Regions from separate parts of the Sparus aurata genome. Here region 2 is linked to region 1. Evidence: chromatin contacts called from public Hi-C data. All regions are on one chromosome and are shown on one strand. Each heading gives the region's core, a stretch centred on a gene start, on an enhancer-like site or on the middle of the called end of the contact. The rest is flanking DNA. Distances are from core to core; before and after follow the strand shown. Region 1 holds the start of rnf180a (ring finger protein 180a). Region 2 holds the start of hsd17b3 (hydroxysteroid (17-beta) dehydrogenase 3).

Region 1 (2,698 bases), core at 71-2,570:
CAGCTGCAGGTCCGGTACAGACCTAGACCCCGTGCCATTCTCACCCGCGTCCCAGTCGGCGACCACGTCCACCTCGTCGGGGTAACCGCCGGTCGCGTTGCTGTCGTTGCTGCTCGCTGTTACAAAATCCATGATGCGAGCGCACTCGGAGCGCAACTTTCCCAGAGCAGTGGTTCTGGGAGGGGGGACACGCAGCTGGACAGATAAGCAGGACACAGTCAGCCCCGCAGACTGCTGCCGCTGTGCGTTTTACCGGGGTCCATCGGAGTTGCCGCGTTCGTGCCGTCGCTCTCAGGACGCATGACGCAGACGTGTTTGTGAGTTTGTGTGTGTGTGTGTGTGTGAGAGAGAGAGAGAGAGATGGAGGGGGGTTTGTGCGTGTTGTTGCCCGTGAGTGTTGACAGCCTGGGTGCGCTCACTGGCACTGCGAATTCATCTGAGCTCGGTGACGCCGTGAATTCATTTATACGAGCAGTTTCGGGTACGTCAGACCGTGTGGAGGTCGCCCTGGAGTTTTGTGCCTCTGCTCTCCTCGCTGCTCCGTCCTTCACTGCAGACAGGCGACGAGGGTGCAGAGCTCTCCTGCCCACCTCTCTCTCGTTAATTTTTACATCTGACGTTTTGTGGATTTTATTTTGTTTTGTTTTGTTGTTAGTTTACATCTTAAAAAGGGCAGGCGTCAGTCAGGACGAGCACTTATAAAGTTCTGTCTCTTACAAATATTGCGGGATCGCGAAGAAGACCGATACAATATCGTAATTTTTCATTACTTGTAATTAACTTTTGGTTTAAATTTCACCCGAAACATGTGCTTCTTTGTTACTAAGACCTCAAAGAATTATTATTTTTTCTTTTTTTAAATGAGTTCAAACAGAAATCGTACGTTTCCAGCCATGATGGAGAGCGAGGTAACAAGCCCTCGCTGTTAAGAGCGAGAGGTGGTTTGAGGACCAGGGACAGCGCCACGACGGTCCAGAGAGGAGAGCTGCTGCCATCTGCTGCCCACGGCGGGTACTGCAACACATGGCGGACACCTCTCTCGGGACTTGGAGCAGAAGGCGAATTAAGGATCCTGGGAGGGAGGCGATGAGCTGCCGAGGGAGGTGGTGGTCGAAGAGATGAGAATCAATCTCTGTGTGTGTGCGAGACAGGGGGGAGAAGGAGGGGAGGGGAGGACAATAGTTGCGTTTGCCAACTAATAATGTCAGCAGGTGGAGTGAAAACAGCTGGTGAGGGAGAACAAAATGCTCCCTTCATGCAGAACCGAGGGAGGGAGGGTGGGAGGGGTGTGCTGCAGGGTTTCAGTTATTCTGGATGAAAATTTAACCTGGAGTTGAATTGAAATGGAGAGAAAAACAAAAATTTAACAAACTAACCCATTCAAAGAGAATGTATTCCTGCTTCTAGCCAATAACCATAACCAATTAAAACAACATTATGTGGAAATTCACATTTTTGCAATTTTGTCATCCCCCAAACATTCGGAGTGCGACACCGCTGTTGTAAACACAAATCCCAGGTGTTTAAAAATTTGTCAGAACACATGTGGGCGCTGACCGCGAACAAAACTCATTACGGCACGACAATGTTAGTTGTCGAAAACTTGTGGAAACCTTCCCTCTCACTGATGTTATACAGTGCAAGAAACAAGTGATGGAGGGAGGAGTGGCTGAGACAGAGACACCATTCACCCTATTACAAGACACTGTACCATTAAAATGAGTTAGAAGCTTCTATTTTAAGATAAAAAGTTATATAATGTTGCTTTAAGTCAGTATTACCTTTTTTTTTTACACTTTTACCTTCCACTATAGCTACAAAAGCAACACCATGGATGTATGATGGCACCTGGACCTCAACAGCCTCGCTTTAAATTCCCGCCCATTGGTCACTCGCAGTACTGCAGTGAAAAATCCCTCTGCTGCCCAATAAGCATCTCCCTGCAGACCAACACTTTTTAAGTAGACATCTGTGAATGCTGTCAGGGCACCACAGCAGGTCAATTATAACTCTATCATGAATTTTTGATCCTTGAAGGTGAAGATGATGTTTTTTTTTTATCACCGCTTTAAAAATGCCTTGACATCAACACAAGTTATGTGGTTGTAGTTCATTGAAACATTCTGGAGGTAAAGTTTTTATCTCGTCTCTGCCAGCTGAACAGATGCTGCCTGTCCACCAGCTCACACTGACGCCCACTCGCTGCTGCTGGCTCTGAGAATTGACTTTACTGACTAACATCTTAATCACTTTGTTTTCATGCGTTTAAAATGTGTAAATAATCTCTAAACTCAAAACCAATTGAATACTTAAGCTTTGTATAACGTGCACTTACTAACCCGTCTCTGCTCAGACGTCCTTCAGATGAGCCGGGTTTGCTTTTCTCTCTCCTCTCTTCTTCTGAGCTTTTCTGTCTTCGGGTTTTCTCAGCTCACTGGAAATATGCTCTTCAGTGCAGACGAGGTCTCTGTAGTGTTTTCACTGTGGAGAGTCTTACCTTGTAGTTTATTATGTGACCCTGTCATGTGGAGCAGTCCTGTTCTCACATGAAACATTTTCCCGGATGAAATGCTGTTGCAGAGGCTCCTCAAAGCATGCTCCGGATGCTCAAAACTTCAAAATTAAAAGTATTGATCTACATCACTTCCAGTTCTACGTATTTGTTATATAAAGTCATAAAAATGTATATAATGAGTTA
Region 2 (2,698 bases), core at 107-2,606, 180 kb before region 1:
TGATGTTCCAGGTTTTCGGATTTTATGTAATTTTATAATAACAATGATAACATCGACGACGTCGACGACAGTAACATGTAAATAAATTGTTTAAAAATAAGTATAAACAATGCTGATGAGATGAAGGCACCTGCACAGCTGCAGCAACAGCAGTAGCTGGCTGCGTTCATTCATGACGATGATGATTTCTGCAAAGCCTCCTACGTCATCAGCGCGCGCCTGCTATGTGGCTCGCGCCATTCCTACAAGCGTGTGTTTCCATCTCTCATTACATTACCAGTGGTGGAGCACTCAGCAGCCACTGTTACAAGCACAGACTCTGCTTTTCTACCGTCAGTCTCTTAGGTGAGTCCGGTTTGAAGTTTCAGTTTTGAGACATCCGCCTGAAGGAAGAGGTTATTTGGAATGACGGACGTTGTCGGCCCTTGGTTCCGTGCTGGATAAGTTTAGCTCGCTGGCTAGCCCAAAGTTAGCTTTGGTGTTTGGGGTGTGCACGCTTGGGGGACTCAGTGTCGCCCGTTTCACGAGTGAATGGGCTGTTGTCTTAATTTCATAGCGGATGACCGGGGCAGAGAGCGATACTAAAGCAACCTGAACTACCAAACTCATCTGGGAATCAAACATGTTATGGAATGGTACAGCTGCTGCTCCCCTCCGACCCTTTACCATTGAACATGTTTTGGTCCTCCTTTGCGTTTTCAAAACAAGCTGACCCACTTCAAATCACGTCTCTTACCAGATCTGATAACCAAAATGTTAAAATCTTTATCTTAACAACGTCCCTATGCTGTGGCAGAGAGAGGCCCGTGAGTGCACAAAACTGTATTTTGTAATAGGGCCAGGCAGATGATAACTCGGCTTCTGTCAAATAAATCTTGGCCGCATCGTGAATTACGTTTTTGTTGGCAGAGATGAGGCTTTAAATGTTTAGCATGTATGAACGTCAGAGGATGGTTATGTCGCAGCCACCGTTCTCGTTCGCTCAGCCAGCATTTGACAACTAAGCTAGTTAGCGGCAGAGGCCATCGCATATGCAAAACACCCGACACTTAGCTGGCTAACGCTGGATAAGCCCCTCAGTGAGCTCAGTGTTGACTCGAGAGGTTCGTTCGCACAGGTGTACCAGCTAACGTTAGCTACGACACAACAATACTCGACTGTTAGCGTCATGCTGACAAGCTACCTGTTACACAATTTACACAATTGCGCTGCAAATTGCCTATAAATGTCAACAAGCAAGTTTCTTGATATGAATTCTTAGTATATATGGTGAGAGTGCATGCATTTCTCACCTGGTTGGGGAATGACGTGTGCACAGGTGAGACATGGGCTTTAATTGAACTGGAATCTGGCAATGTTAATTTTTGTTTTTACAGAGGACATCTTGTATGTCACATTGTGAAAAAACATATTCCTAAACCGGACGAGAGGATGTGGAACATAAGGGTTAATATGTAATTTTTGCTGGAAGTAGAGAGAATTCATGAAAAATCGTAGGAAGGAATATGAACATTTGGAGAAGGGGCAGTGTGCTGAAGGATGCAGATTATTGTAAAAGTGGAGCCCAACTGTATTTCTTCACTAAAAGCTGGGAGCTAAACTGCATTGCTGGCATAACTCTTTATAGAGAAGTAGTCTGAGAAGCTAGAAACGTAGCAACCATCACCAGGGCAACATGTGATGACCCCTGGAAACATGCAGCTGTGTGAGATGCGATAATAGTAGTGGTAGTTTAGTTAGACATCACCCATATACATGCAGGATTTAGGCCTTGTTCCGACTGAAAGCCCAAATTTGCCATATCCAGAGGGTGCCTGGGCTGATTTTATAGAGCAGTATTTCCCACAAGTTGAGAATTTACCTGTGGTGGTCAGTAGAGCAGCTTGTGACAGGTGAGTTCACTAATAAACTAATCCAACAAGGTTCATAAATAACTCTGGCTGGCCAGTAGGTGCTAGTCTGGCCTGTTTAGCTGGACTTTCAGCTCTCGTGCTTGAGGTACCAAAGCTTCAGCTTTTTAAATAACTTGTCCTATACCATGCTTACTTGCAGGGTATCGATCTTAATCATTGAGCAAAGCAACTGGGTGATGGCCTGAGACCGATGCGCCTCACACTTTCTTAAGCTAGGCTATCTGAAACGTAATCCTGTCTGTGAGCCCTTCTCAGATACAGCATGTTGAATTTTTACTATTTAACTGACGTGTAGCATCACACAATTTGTATTTGACTTTGTTGCCTTTCTGGAGACAATGTTCCCACACTGAGATTAATTAAGCGCTGTAATTTCTCATGTTATTGCATCTGAAAGCCATCAGATTGTGCAGTTACTAACTCCCACGTCATTACCTCAGCAGCCAATGGTTGGTGAAGTCTTAAAACACAAGTCTGATCTGATCCCATTCATATAAATAAACTATTTCCCACTTTGCACTTCATACTCTTTCAGCTGCTTCCTCATACAAAATTAAGCCAGCATTAAGGTTCAGCTCCCAGCCTTTATTCAAGAAATGCTGTTTAGCTCCCAGCTATTATCCAAGAAATGCAGCTTGGCTACTAGTCATTAGTGAAGCAATGCAGTAGGGATGCACATTTTAAGCAACTTCTTTAATTGATAGTTGGCTGCCTTAACAATCGATTATCAGTTAATCATAAATAATATATGACACATGTTGGAAGAGTCTTTTTGACGTGTCTGT

The links. Hi-C and Micro-C count contacts between places; a contact is called where the count stands out from the background.
Region 2: a contact with region 1 is called in a Hi-C map of skeletal muscle, with 4 times the contacts expected there. The contact joins the promoter of hsd17b3 here to the promoter of rnf180a in region 1. A contact is called at or near these places in 2 of 2 Hi-C or Micro-C datasets (skeletal muscle and an unstated tissue).

What each region holds. Positions count from the first base shown.
Region 1 is chr5:27,633,634-27,636,331 of fSpaAur1.1, reverse strand. rnf180a (ring finger protein 180a) reads left to right here and starts at 1,320. Exons shown (of 4, transcript XM_030415989.1): 1 at 1,320-2,698. htr1aa (5-hydroxytryptamine (serotonin) receptor 1A a) reads right to left here and starts at 584. Exons shown (of 1, transcript XM_030416028.1): 1 at 1-584. The coding sequence starts at 132.
Region 2 is chr5:27,815,203-27,817,900 of fSpaAur1.1, reverse strand. hsd17b3 (hydroxysteroid (17-beta) dehydrogenase 3) reads right to left here and starts at 1,356. Exons shown (of 11, transcript XM_030417396.1): 1 at 1,293-1,356. ipo11 (importin 11) reads left to right here and starts at 210. Exons shown (of 30, transcript XM_030417392.1): 1 at 210-345.